Linked DNA regions of Zea mays: region 1 is linked to region 2. Evidence: chromatin contacts called from public Hi-C data. All regions are on one chromosome and are shown on one strand. The core of a region is the stretch at or near the end of the contact, and the rest is flanking DNA. Distances in the headings are between cores, read along the strand shown. Region 1 has its middle 74 kb from the start of LOC109943658. Region 2 holds the start of LOC103637666 (homeobox-leucine zipper protein HOX1-like).

What was found. A called contact is a pair of places that touch in the nucleus more often than the background predicts.
Region 1: a contact with region 2 is called in a Hi-C map of bundle sheath, with 4 times the contacts expected there. The contact joins the enhancer-like site here to the promoter of LOC103637666 in region 2. A contact is called at or near these places in 2 of 25 Hi-C or Micro-C datasets (bundle sheath and ear).

The regions. Positions count from the first base shown.
Region 1 is chr1:94,980,579-94,987,893 of Zm-B73-REFERENCE-NAM-5.0, forward strand. No RefSeq gene overlaps it. Among protein-coding and RNA genes, the nearest start is that of LOC109943658, 74 kb to the left of the region's middle. Within about 2 kb of position 2,118, at least 18 of the 20 cell types and tissues checked have an H3K27ac peak or open chromatin away from gene starts, as enhancers often do. A contact at or near this core is called in bundle sheath and ear, where this site is marked.
Region 2 is chr1:94,357,350-94,365,106 of Zm-B73-REFERENCE-NAM-5.0, forward strand. LOC103637666 (homeobox-leucine zipper protein HOX1-like) reads left to right here and starts at 1,437. Exons shown (of 4, transcript NM_001331124.1): 1 at 1,437-1,824; 2 at 1,910-2,274; 3 at 2,365-2,444; 4 at 2,543-3,119. The coding sequence starts at 1,596. The coding sequence ends at 2,828.

The sequences.
Region 1 (7,315 bases), core at 868-3,367, 620 kb after region 2:
AGCATAACAAATCAGGTATGTGTAAAAAGTCATTTTCCATATTTAAAAATGTATTTTTAATAATTATTTACTGTACGAAATAATTAATTAAGATGAAAAAGTAACATAAATCATGATTTATACTATTTGTTAATCGTAACAGAAATAAATAGAATAAAAACATTTGCTGTTTTTTCAGTTGAGTAGAAAATGGATCACCAATGCATACGACAACAGTAAATAGCTAGCATTAATCGGGTAATGCATCGTATGATTCCTTTTTTTATCCCAGCCACCATTTTCGGATCCGATCACTTTCAGGTCCAGCATGCAGCCATTCATGTGGCCACTCGCATGCATGCTTTGACCGGGCAACTTAAGGAAATGAAAGAGCTCGGAGCGCCACTCGCACTGGCACAACCTCTGCTAGAGGTGCACCTCGAGGACAACGGCGTTGGTGAGCGCGTTGGTGAGCGTGAGTCGTAGCGCGCGGACTGCAGGCCCGAGAAGACCTCCTGGAGGTCGATGACGCGAGTCATAGCGCGGACGCGAAACTACTGGTGCCGCGAACCCGCCGGTGATGATGGCACCTTGCCACGACGATTGTGCACCTTCCTCTTCATTGTTTCGCAAGTGAGATGCTCTATCTCTACCGAGTTTTCTCCCGGCTACGCGTTGCCAAACCGCGCAGAGCGAAACCGTTGCCGCCGCATCCATTCGATGGAGCGGGGGCCACAACCGACACGATCGTGCGCGGAGGAAGCGTCATGCCCTGCGCTTGCGCTGGAGACCTGGAGCGAGCGAGCCAAATCTGCACAGCTGCGGTTCAGTGGCGAACCAACAAAGGGGAGAGGGGGTGCGCAGCGTACAGCCAGGAAAGCCATCGCCGATTTCTTTACAGGTGAACAGTTCCCACGAACATCATCCAATTTACTAACAGAAAAATTATACCTTTTGATTTCTTACACGAGAGACTGAAGCCTATCGCATAGGACAGTTCGGCTATGCCGGAAGACCTGTCGGCTGGACGAAGAGTTGGTGCAGATCGGATCAGCAGCAACATCGAGGTAGAGCGTGCTGATAACGTGTTGAGAACTACGTTACCGCGGATCACCAGATCCGCTTCATTCCCTCCCGTCAGAAGTAGAGGCGCAAGAAGATGTAGAGGATCCGTCTCCCTTCCCATAAGCACGACAGAGGAAACACATAAGACACCGGATATAGGGTTGGGCCCCTGGCCTCTTTCTCATCTCTGTATTATGAGGAGGGTACATGTTCCTTTTATAGAGATGTGAGACCCCTCAGAGACAAAGTCGGTATTTGTCCATATAACACTAACTAGAGTTACTTAACAGGTTTAAGGCAGATGCTGCCTCTAGAAAGGAAGAGAACTTGGCGGATCCTGGGCCATTTGTGGGGAAAGGAAACGTGTTGTTCCTGGGCCGGTCCGGCGTGGTAGAAACGGCCAGCCCACAAAGTACTGCTCCTTGCAGCTCTGCTTATCATATTCTTCTCCTTCGGCGGACCAAGCAACTTCACGAAATCTGGCCTACGACTTCATTCATTTTGGACTCTCCCTGGACTTTTGCGAGAGCGAGGAATATCCCATTTTTTTTTAAAAAAAGTTGAGCAAGGAAAGATTTGCAACGCACGTTGGCCGTGGCGACAGGCCAGCAGCTACGCTGAAAGGCTGAAACCACCGACGTAGCTTCCGTCTCATCTGCCCACCTCGTGTGATTCCTTTTTTTTCTTCCCCCTCCAAACGGACGCAGCATCATGTAGCTTTGTAACGTGCTGGGGCAGGCACGCAACGCAACGACGCAAAGCGGTATACGTTTACTATCTGGGATAGTAGTAGTGGATGGATCATGGATAGATATAGCTAGATACGATTGCTTCATTAAAGCTAGCTTTTTAAAAAGTTGTAGCTGCAAAAATATTATAGAAGTAACAGGAGCCGGTACAAATTAAAGTCAAACGAGCAGTCTATTGTAAAAGTCCTATTCTAAAAGGATGTAAAGAGAGAACTAGAAACAGGCATAATGCAGGCGCAGACATAGCCTCAGGGTTTAGGGTGAGGCGACCGTGGCGGGCGTCGTCTGCTCTGCTTTCCACGGTCCTCCTCTCGCGTGCGCCGTGTGTGTTGCGTGCCACATCTCCGAATCCTACTACCACAGGAGCCAACACCAACAGGCACGGGGGACGGGAGGTGTGTGGCTTCAAGCACACGCATCGTCCTCATCTACTCAGCCAGCTCCGATCCATACGGACAAAACACTGTACAACAAACCCAATTTTTTGTATTTTGTCCTTTTCTCGGAAAAAAATTCACGTTTGGATCCTAAAAAATTTTAATGTCATTTTTGGACCCTTTGCTCGGCGCCATAGTCTATGGCGCCGAGGTAACACATCTCGGCGCCATAGGCTATGGCGCCGAGGTACGTGCTACGCTGGCACAGCCCGGACGACGTGGCGACGACGTGGCACCAAGCTCGGCGCCAAGATCTATGGCGCCGAGCTCGAATATATAACAATAAAGTTGTCTAGCTCAGTCGGTAGAGTGCAAGGCTTTTAACCTTGAGGTTGTGGGTTCGAGCCCCACCGTGGGTGTTTAATATTTTTTATTTTTGTCACTAATTTTTTGTTTCCTTATTAGCTCAGGACACAAACTAAATGTGCGTGCCATGGGATGCAACTCCAAAAATCTATCCTTGCTTTGTTTTGTTTACTGAACCACAACAATTCACTGTCTGATTTCCTTCTTTTTCTTTAGGCTGCAGGCCTTTATTTCCGAGGTCAGCGCATTTGGCAGGCCGCTATGGATGACCTAATGGCCCAAGGAATGCGTTATGCTAATCAGGTATTTACACTTAATTTCCCCTACTCTTCTGTTACTCATTTTTCTTTAGCTTTTCAGAGGTCATTTTCATGTCCCTGATGCAATTTATCGTATACCAGGCCCTTCTTTCTGGATGCTCTGCCGGTGGTGTTTCTACCATACTTCACTGTGATGAATTCCATGGATTGTTTATTTCCTTTTTTGTTTTTTGACTGATTTTGGACTCTAAAACTCCAATAATCTAATGCATTCGAAATTAGACTTTTAATATTAATTAAATTTTATCATTGTACATCACTAGTAATGTAAGATTAACATAGTCATTTGTTTATGATATAAATATTTTTAACATTTTATATGATGTACTTCAGTTTTTAGTATATTATTTAATGTTTAATCACTTGTAATTAGTGAGATGACAGAATGATTGACATTGTAGACAACTTTTGTTTCGTGTGAGAGGAGTTTGTTTTTCCTACATGAATATTTGACTGGATCAAACCCTAGCTATATATAAAGGGAGCTGTTTCCCCGCAGCTTTCATTCGCGCATGGATTTAGCGATGATCCCTATTGTGTTCAGCTGATTTTACAAGAAAATAAAAAAATTAATGTAATCAAAGGAGCAGATATAAGGAGCGGCATAAACGAAAAAAATCTTGACAAAAAAAACAAATCAGCGACAAAGACAAAAAGTATTGAGAACGCACACGATGGGTCTCGAACCCTCAACCTTAAAGTTAAGAGCCTTGTGCTCTACCAACTGAGCTAAACGAGCTTTTTGATTACACTTCCAAGCTCGGCGCCATAGATCTTGGCGCCGAGCTTGGTACCACGTCGGCGCCACGTCGTTCGGGTTGCGTCAGCGCAGTATGTACCTCGGCGCCATAGCCTATGGCGCCGAGATGTGTTATTTCGGCGCCATAGGCTATGGCGCCGAGCAGAGGGTCCAAAAATGACATTAAAATTTTTTAAGGTCTAAACGTGAATTTTTTTCCGAAAAAGGGACAAAATACAAAAAAGTCGGGTACAACAAACAGAACTCGTCCCAGGCTTTTTATTTACGGTTCCGGAGCGCTGTTGAAGCAGCCCGGCATCGAGATGAATGAACAGGAAAGAAAGGCGCCGACACGGTGATTAAAGAACGGAACCGACCAAGATCGTGCTTCCAAGCGTGGTCCAGTCCGGCCACTTGCGCAGCTGCCTGCACTACCCAGCTCCGGCCGTTATACAATACCACTCTCAGGGATTGTTCAGTTTAGATTGGAGAAGATTAAGTCCTATTTTTTTCAGCTTATAGATTATATAATCTAGATTATAATTTAAATTATATAATCCAGAATATAATTTAGATATATTATAATCTATATGTAGTTGTTTGGTAGTTTAGATTATATAAATATAGATTATTCATAAAGACAACAATAATACCTTTTTGTTTATTTGAGGTGAGAAAAGAAGGATGATATATATTGTAATTTCTATTTACATAACCATGGATAGTGGGTTTTTTGCTAAAATAATCTCAAATAAGCTACTCTTTAGGAGATTATGAGATTATCATAATCTGGGCTTTAGATTATATAATCTGAACTCATAATCTAGTTGTTTGTTTACCTAATAGATTATTTGCGCTAGATTATATAATCTGGAGAGATTATAATCTAAAACAAACATTGCCTAATATGGATTGGAATAGATTTTGATTTGCTAGAGATTGAAATCCTTTAGTATGGATTGCAAGAGTGTGCGTAAAAAATCAGCTGCCACCGCTAAAAGCAAGCAAGAAACTGCAGAGGTTTAGGTAGGTCGTCCTCGCCGGGATGCCCGTATATTGCCGAGTGCTTTCCCTGTCGTCAATAGTTCTTTTATGCGCACAAGACACGCTCTGACTCTGCGAGTCTGCACTAGCAGTGCAAGTGTGCTAAAGCTTTAAGTATGATCGACTACTACTGGTCTACTGCAGTTTAGCCTGGAGGTCATCATCCTAATTTTTTTTCCCCCACGAACGATTCGGGACGAGAGTACACCAAAGACCTCTCCTGGCATTTCAGGTTAAAGTTTCGTGGTGGCAAGCATGAATTTCTACCCGTTTGTTTTGCTTTTGTATCTCGAACCCCGGAGCTGAAGGTCCCGAGCCAGTCGACCGACGGTCATGACTCCATTATTTAATGTGAAAAAAAATATCTGAGCGTAGGAGCGGATCCTCCTCTCTGCATGTTTTTAGACTGATATGTGCCTAGGGCCAGACAGTCTGCAGTAGCGCAGAGGGTCTTCTTCTCCACGAAGAACCCTAGAATTCGTACCGAGAGAGGTGTTAAACACCAAAAGTGGCGGACGGTCCGGCTCTTGGGCCGGGACAGTCCGCGTGCCCCGCGATTAGATTAACTCGGGTGATTATCTTTATCTTTTGCGTAGTTATCCATCTAATCATGTGGGAGTTGTTGGCTATCTACTAGGAATAGGTCTAGACCTCTTTCCCTATAAATATAAAGAGGTACGGCCGATTGAGAACCCCCGAACATATTCCAATCGAATCTATCTACTTTATTTACCTTTCCTGCACTAGGAGTAGGTATAGTGTTGTTCTAGTTGTGGCCTACCGCATATCCACCTCTACCCCTATTCGACTCTACGTCGTCTAGATCCGTCCTAGGGTGGCCTGCCGACCCTATGACGACCCTATGATCTTTACCCCTCCTGATGGGCAAGATCTACTTCGTCTACTTTAATGATCTCTTACTTAAATTGATCTCTTAATTTCTAAGCGACTATGTCGTCTAGGGAGGCCTCAGGTGACCTATCGACCCGGAGCACCTTAAGATCTCTCCTCAGGGGGCGAGATCTAGGTCCTACAAGGAGAAGAAGACGATCCTGCGCCATCACAGACCGTCCGACCCAGAGCTCGGACTATCCGGACAGCACTAAGGAAAGGCGTTGCTTCTGCCACCAGATCGTGGACCGTCTGGCCCAGAGCCATGGACAGTCCGCGCCCCCGTAGCGAGCACCACCAGGCGACCCTGCGACCCGTCGCAGATCGCCGCCACTGTTCACCTCGCAGAGCTAAATCCAAGGTATTGCTCATCATGGGAAGGCCCTAGGGTTCATTGCTGTTTGGTCCCAAAAAGATGGTGACCATCATAGAGGTGTTGCCCCACCTTCAGGATAACCACTTTTTCGACCCTACATCATCTAAAGGTGCCAAGTACAACCAGTCGGTTCATCATAGTGTTTGGTGATAAAAAAGGCACCAACACATTTTTGACGACTCCACTGGAGACGAAAAATCGGATCTATCAAATCCGATTCATTAGATTAGATCTATTAAATTAGACCTATCAGATCAATCGCAATGGTCAATCCTAAAGATCACAACAACGTTGTCCTAGACATTAACACAAGGCTGACTAACTCGCTGGTCGATGAGGATGAGAAATTAGAAGACCACATGAAAGGCTAGACGAGGAATTCCAATGACAACAGGCTCAGATAAGCAAGGTGGTGGAAAAGTGGTACTCTCGTACTTTAAAGTAGATCACCACCAGAAGGTCGTCAAGTAGAGGGAAGTAAAGTATGATTCACTGCCAGCCTTGCTGCATCAGCTCCCCATTGTAAGTAACACCATGCCATTAGTAGATATTCAATTCGTTAAAATTTCTTTTGATAATCGGATTAAAATTATAATGGAGAATAGAGAGAATATGACACATGTATTAGAAAATACTCATACACCTGATTTTTTGTCACATAAATTGGACACTAAAATAATCGCGTCAAAAATATCGGCGACAAATGGGGCTTCTCAGTCCCAACCATATTATGGTATGTCGATGAACTCTTATCCAGGGAAAATGTTGTCACCATCATCACTGCATGATAGATCGGCTCTGGGCACGATCGGACAGTCCGCGCACGATCATAGACCGTCCGACCCTCCAATGAAACATCCAGCACCTTACGCCGGACAGTCCGGAGTTGCATCGAGCCTGTCACAAGTCTCGCAGGCAAAGCCCTGCACGTCCGGACGGTCCGGATACAATACCAGACCGTCTGGTCCCTCTGCGACCGTCCGATCACCAAGATCGGACTGTCCGAGTGTGCATACGTAGACCAGGACACTGCGCGTAAGACATAATCTTCATGCTGCACCACAGCTGCAGCGCACATAGTCATCACCCGCACATGAGGCCGAATGCCTTTCAGCCCCTGCAAAGCCGGAAAAAATGCAGGTCACTGAGCATGTTTGGCCTGCTAAGGTCAAATCTGCTGCTCGCTCTCCCCTGCATTCGACACAAAAAGGGAAAGCTAAGTTCACATTTAATGTTGCTAAGTGTAATAAAATATTTGATGAACTACTTAAGAATGGCAACATTAAATTGTCGCACATAATTTCTCCGATAGAGGAATTGAAAAGTGTGTATATTGTAAATGGCATGGTTGCTTTCTTCATAGCACCAATGATTGTAATATCATCCGTCGACAAATACAATCGGCTATA
Region 2 (7,757 bases), core at 187-2,686:
AGCGCGATGGCTGACGAGGCCCGCGCGGCGTCGGCATGCGTCCGGGGGCGGGGGCACACCTCATAATTGCCCGAAAACCCACGGCCCAATCACGTCTGGCGTGCCGTGCATCCCAATCCGCATTCATACCACTGCGCCATTCCGTGGCAGCGCACAAACGTTTCCAGATACTCGTACTGTAGCTTTGCAACGTTCCGGCCGTGTGCCGGTCCGCACTCTGGTCTGGATCGACGTACGTAGCCCGACACCTTAAAACTAGGGCTGGGCATTCGGTCTATTAGGGTAATTCGGTTCGGTCTATTCGGGTTTTTGAAATTTCGGGTTATGAAAAATGAGAACCGAAATTTCCAAAATAATTTTAGGAACCGAACCCGAATAGACCCATAATTTCGGTTCGGTCTATTCGGTCCACCGAATAGACTCGAATAGTAGAGAGACTATTATCTTTTGTTAAAATATATACAATTTATAATTAATTGGAAGTACTATTATTACAATAAGTGACTATAGAAAATAGCATACTGAGATATATATACTATCGTTAAGATGATATCATAATTTTTAGCTAATAAACTCATAAATCATATAATAATATCATCATATATTAAGAGGTTTTTTATATTTCGGGTTATTCGGTCTATTCGGGTTTTAAAGCTTAGGAACCGAGCCCGAACCCATAATCCGAAATATATCACATATAGGAACCGAACCCGAACCCGAAAACCCGAATAGACCGATAATTCGGTCTATTCGGGTTCGGGTTCGGGTTTCGGTTTTAAAATGCCCACCCCTACTTAAAACCTTCACTAAAACTACTAGAACGGATTAAGGGCCTATTCGATCATATATATTTGACTTTCAGGAAAGACACGTCCACGGAATGTACGGTAGACAACATCTTTGACCAGATTACTGTCACCCCCTACTAATTGTAGAAAACTTGTGGCACGCATGCGCGACAGCAGGAGCGAAGACCGAGTTTTCTGCGTTCTGTCTTAAGGACGAGCAGCGACAGTAGCCGCAGCATCCGTCCAGCGCAGCGCCGGGATCCCGGCGGCACCGATAGACGACCCGGTTGCGATCGATGCCCGGCGTCGTACGGTTTCCGAGCAGCCGCGCGCGCGTCGCGGGAGCGGGAGCAACGGGGAATCCGCGAAGGGACACACGGATCGCCATCGCCGAGGCATCGGTGATCCACCCATCCCGCGCGAGCCCGTGCCGTGGGGGGACATGTCAAGCAAGAGAGAGGCGCCAGCGCCACCGCTACGTGCCGCCTGGACCCCCCAGGTTCAGCTGATGATTGGGCTGCGCCGGCGAGGGTGACGCGGCTGCCCACACCTCACCTCACCTCACCGATACTATTATGATACCTTGACCTTTCGTCCCTCCCTGCACTCCACGTCTCCACCCCCACAGAGTATCCCCGGCCGTGCGCGTCCTCTTTAAAAGCAAGACCCTCCCCTTCCTCCTCACTGCCACACCACATCGACAGCTCCATCGATTCATCCACCGCTATCTCTCTCTCTCTCTCTCTCTCTCTCTCTCTCTCTCTCTTTCAACTGTAAGGGAAACCGAGCTCAAAGTGGCAACCATCAATGGATATTATGGCGCTTAATGCGAGAGACGAGGAGCAGTACGGGAACAACCATCTCGGGCTCGGGCTGAGCCTCAGCCTCGGCCTCGGCGTCGCCACCGCGGCTCCGGTCGAGGTCGAGCCCCCGCCACCGCCGCGGCAGCAGCAGCAGCGAGCTATCAGCGTCGCGCCCATCACCTCCCTCCCCGCGCCGCAGTGGTGGAAGTGGAACGGCCCCGGTCTCTTCTTCGGTGAGTAATTGATTCAAAGAGCAGACACCGCATGCATGACGCCGTTCCTCTAATCCTGACAGAGATACTGCGCGCATGCATGCAGGGACGACAATGGATCAGCAGCAGCAGCCGGCGGCCGCGCGCCACGGCCACGAGATGCCGTTCCTGCGGGGGGTGGACGTGAACCGGGCCCCTGCCGGGGATACCAGGAGGGGTAGCTGCAGCGAGGACGACGAGGAGCCTGGCGGCGCGTCGTCGTCGCCAAACAGCACGCTCTCCAGCAGCCTCAGCGGGAAGCGCGCAGCTCCGGCGAGGAGCGGCGGAGAGGTGGCCGACCACACCCCGAGAGCCGGAGGCGGCAGCGACGACGAGGACTCCGGCGGTGGGTCGCGCAAGAAGCTCCGCCTGTCCAAGGACCAGGCCGCCGTCCTCGAGGAGAGCTTCAAGGAGCATAACACACTCAACCCCGTACGTGTATAATTACTTATATCCTCCAAAAAGAAACATCGATCAACCTTCAACTCGATCTAATAATAATAAGAACCGTTGGCTGATCAGAAGCAGAAGGCGGCGCTGGCGAAGCAGCTGAACCTGAAGCCGCGTCAGGTGGAGGTGTGGTTCCAGAACCGCAGAGCCAGGTGAACAAAGCAGCGCCCTTGAAGCAGCACACGCATGCCATTTATACTGACTCATCCTCCGTGGCTAATACTAGTCTAATAATAATATTATCGTTCAGGACGAAGCTGAAGCAGACGGAGGTGGACTGCGAGTTCCTGAAGCGCTGCTGCGAGACGCTGACGGAGGAGAACCGGCGGCTGCAGCGGGAGGTGGCGGAGCTGCGCGTGCTCAAGCTCGTGGCGCCGCACCACTACGCGCGCATGCCGCCGCCCACCACGCTCACCATGTGCCCCTCCTGCGAGCGCCTCGCCTCCGCGTCCGCGTCCGCCGACCAGGCGGGCCGTGCAGGGCCCTGCTGGGGCCCTCTCCCCGTGTTCGTCGACGGCCCAGCCCGGAGGCCGTGATCCACGACCACGATATGGCATGAGATGGATGCGCTTGCTAATCGCTACCGCTAGCTAAGTAGCTAGTGCTAATTAGGGCTGGATCTTCTTTTTTTCTTTGTTTGGTTCTTATTATACTCGCAGGCTATTACAGCTTAGTAGTGTTTATTAGTCCGATATGATAAAAATCTTCGTTGTTTGGCAGTGTTTTATTTGCTGAAAAATAGATAACGATGTCTTATGTCTTTGTACTCATAAGTGATGCAAAATTGTCTTACTACTACTTTGCATATATAAGGTTTCAGTTGTTAATTGCTCCAAGTCTGAAGTTTCTGACGTCGATGTTTTGAGTCCGAGGACAGACGGAACCATCCTGCTTTTCCTCCCCCGTGTTCTTACTCTGTGGAAAAATAGAGGAACCCAACAAGAGCGGAGGAGGTGAAAGGATGGCGTCATGTCATCCGCCAGACCACAGGAACGTCAGGGTGCGTTCGCATTCCTTGACTGTCTCCGCGGCTGGCCACACGGCACGCAGCAGTGCAGCACGGCAGGGCTCCGCTGAATGAACCGGCAGGCAAGGAGCGTGTTGCGCCGTCTGAAATGGGCGGGCGCAGGACAAAAGTTTTTCTGGTCAAATTCCGGCGAAATGTCCTATCGAACTGATTCGAACAGTTGACTGGAAAGAACGTAAAAAACGAGGTCACTGATCCAATTGATTTCTCAATTTCAAGAGGGAGAAAAAAAAAGAGATAAGATCCATGGATCTCCGCTGCCTACTTTACTTGGAGTACGACCTGAACCCATCTGCTACTACTGCCTCCTGACAAAACGTTTTCGTAGGAACTCATGAGCTCCTCCAATTTTTGTTTTTGTTTTTGTTTTTGTTTTTGGGTATGATTTCGGAGAAATTGAGCAGAAGATCAAGCCGAGAGCAGTAGGATTCCCCACATGATGTGTCATGCAGCGAACAGAGATTTGATTAGTGCCGCTAGTTCCAGCATTAGCGCAAGCACTGCCATGATTAAACTAGAGCTTAGCAGCAGTAGACAGGTGCAGGTGTGGCTGCATGATTTGTTTGGTCCCGCGCGCGCGCGCTCGTCAGTGAGGCCTGAGCCTTTGTGGGGGGGGGGGGGGCGCAGCGCAATCTTGGTTAGATCCGGGCGCGCGTGCGTGCGTGTACGTGACTTCTTCCCACAATTATACACACTCCCTCCAGTAGCCTAGCCCCTGGTGGCCTAACCCCGACACTAATCTACTAGTAGTCGCTAACCACCACGCCCCCTCAGCACCCCCCATGGCCCCATGTGCGGGGGGACACGAAGCTAAACTCCCCCACGCACACGCGTATCCAATCACCCGCCCCCACCAGAGTGTCCTGCTGCCGTGCCGTGCCCTAACCTAATCATCCGGCAACACATCGTCGTTATTATTATTAATCTAATGGCGGAGGAGGAGATCGTGTTGTTGACCAGGGGAGCCCCCCACGCGGACGGCCTCAGCTTAAACTCCGGGAGCGAAAGCTGCATGCAAAGCTGACGGCCGCGTGGCCTTGTCTGGGCCCTGGTTTCGGATTACAAAATGCCTAGGCCCTGGGACACCTTGCCGCTGCCTTGCCCCCGGCCCCCCCTTCCCTGCTTTTGCGGTCTCGTCTCACTTTGCTTCAACTTTTTCCAAGCTGAACAACTCTATGATGTAGCCTGTACGTACGTACGTACACAGTCATGATACCTTACTGATTCGGCTGTGCTACTGTGCAAGTCTTTTGTGGTCATCCTGGTGGGTTGCCTCCACCAAGTCTCTGACTGAAAAAGGGGCAGAGTGGTGCTTAGGCCCTGTTTGTTTCAACTTATAGATTATATAATCTAGATTATAATTTAGATTATATAATCTGGATTATTTGTTGTGGATTAAATAAGCTAGGTGCTGCTGTTTGTTAGCTCAGATTATTTGGACTCGGCTTATTATTCATATGCATACAAATACAATAATACCCTTGATTGTTTTAATTGTCTGGTGGGTGAGAACGCTTATGGATAGGTGGATGGCAATTGGAAGTAATTTTAATCAACTTGCCATGGGTAGTGGGTCTTTCATAAAAAATAAGCTGAAATAAGCACCCTTTGATGAGCTTATAGGATTATCATAATCTCAAGTGCTAGATTATATAATCTTATCAGATAAGTTGCTTGTTTGTTTCCTCACTAGCTTATTTACATTGGATTATATAATCTATATAGATTATAATCTCAAACAAACAGGGCCTTACTGGTAATAGTGCTAAATGCCTACCTAACCATCGCGCTACTGCTACGTTCTGGGACCGGATCTGCATTTTTTGGGATCTACTATTCATTTTACCCCGCTTTGTCTCTCTCAGACTTCTTCTGGAAGAACAAACAAGTCTGCACGCAGACACCGCAGATGTCACCCCTGCTGACTCTTGTTGCTGCAATCCAAGATCGTAATTGAGGTCTGGGCATACACCACACAACGGTCAATCGTTGGAAAAACAGGTCTCTCTCCATCTTGCAGTAGTACTGACCGACACATGTAGAGGAAGCTGGCAGCAGGCTGCACGGTTTCTTGCTCGTAAATACTTTTAAAATAGCGCGTATGGTTCCAGTTCCAGCCTCTCGTCAGGGTTCTTCGTCGGTGGTTGGTTTTCACGCACACGCATGACCACACCACCGCGCTACTATTTTCATTCCATGATACTCTTCTACCCGGAGTATATTCATCTCTCCGGATCCTAACTAACTGAACGTACATGGTCAAAACTCTAGACCGCGGGAGCTGTATCCAGGACTTTCTGCAGAGGTCTCAAAATGCACATGCCGTGTTACCCTGACTCGATGCTACATCCGCGTACCTACCATCGTCGTGTATAGACATCTGCATCGATTGGCAGCCGCCAACAAGATGCAGGCGATAGGAGCAAGGTAGGCGATCAGGGTGAGAGTGAGACCATCGGACACACCTGCTCCGGATGTATCCGCTAATCACTACATCTAATCGTACTCAGTAAATCTTATACCTTCAGTGGGAGCAAACAAAGAAGGTGACAGACTGACAGTAGTGTATGGGGCACGAGCACGTCCTTAGCAATAGAGGAAGTAGTCGTGCCTCAGGGCGACATTGTCGTGGTCATGGTGGCGGCGAGCTGCCCTCACCTCTGCACTCCAACAGATCAGTTAGGGTTTTTCTGTGTGTATGTGATGGCGAGGTGGTCCGGGAAAGGAAAGCTCCCAAGACGGCCCCTTGCCCCCTTTTTATAGTGTAGCACATCTGCACATGGTGAAGGAAACCACAACCATTACAATTATTATGCTCTCGATCATGACGCGATAAAAAAGAGTCAGGAACCGTGTGGATTTTCGGTAAGGTTGAAAACAAATCAACATAAACCAATCGCCAATGCTTAGGGATACCTGCTAGCTAGGAGCAATCACGATGATGCGGTCAAATTTGTACATATTGGCTTTAGGGATGTCCAAAGCCATGGCATCGAACGGTGTGCCAAGTGATCAACTAGCTCAACCTAATAAAATAGAGGGATTGCATATTTTTCCAAACTATTTTTATACATTTTAATTATTGTCTTGTTTTACCTCTGTATAGGTGGATAATAGTCATGATCAACCTGTAACAACTGTAAGATGATGGAGCGGCTTTCGTTTTAGAAGATGGTTACATTTCATGAGATGTATACCTCATATGCAAGGAGCATTGGTTTTAGCATTTGAAAAGAGCACAGAAGATGGTTACATTTTATGAGATGTATACCTCATATGCAAGGAGGATTGGTTTTAGCATTTGAAAAGAGCACTACACAACTGAGACAACAAGGACATGTTGTGGACGCCTAAGCTGCCATCGCTTCTCTCCCTAGGGTTGCGGACGCCTAAGCCATCATCACTATTGGGAACTTGTTCTCAAATGCTATGAGTTAAGAACAAGGCAACACAAAATGTTAAATGCTAATATCCTTCGTCCTTCGAAGCATTATCTCCCTTAGGATATAATGATCTTCGGACGAAGGTCATGAAGAACATACCTTCATCATCAAAGTATACATTAATGAAAGACGAAGCATATGAGATATGAAAGATAACATGAATGATCATATAACATCATTAATATAACTTCATTATATCATTATGGAAAAATAGAAACAATATTGAATTACAAATGTACCTTCGGCTTGATAGAAGGTAAAAGTACAAGCGTGACGCACGAGCGATTACAAGTCAACCTGAATAGTACGGGGGTACTGTTCGTCTATTTATAGGCACATGACACAGCCTGTGAGAAATTACAGTCATGCCCTTTACATTTATTATTGGCTTATAGAAAAATGTATGAGGACTGGATAGCCTTTTCCCCTTTAAGTCGATTCCTTTTCCCGTGATTGAATCGAAGCTCCTTTGCGCATAGCTTCGAAGTAATGGCAACCTTCGTCACGGTCGTGCCTCTCTCATCGTATATGCCTTTGATCCTGAATCCGAAGGTACCTGTTTATAAAGAATGCTTGGAAGACATTGTTAAATTACGTTTTTGAGGACCTTCGGAGGACGAAGGCTCTCAACAGTAGCCCCTCGCAGTATTAATTTGTTTAAGATAACGAATTTAGACTGCGACATGGACGAAGGCCTTAAGCCGAAGGTCCGAAAAAACACCTTCCCTTTGCTAGAATAGCAACAGTCAATGACAGACGGGACCCTCCAATTCAGGGCATGCCGAGCGTATAAATAAGAGCTTGCACCAACCACATTTGGTACGCTGCTTGTGCCATTTGCTTTATTTTCTCAATCTCATAGCTCTTGCTCACTAACGCTTGCTGTTTTTTAAGCTTTCTGAGCTTCGGTTAAAAAGACGCATTTTTGCCATTTCTGAAGGAGAAATATCTCAAGACAAAAAGGTTGCTGCTGAGACGAAGCTAACCGAAGAGGA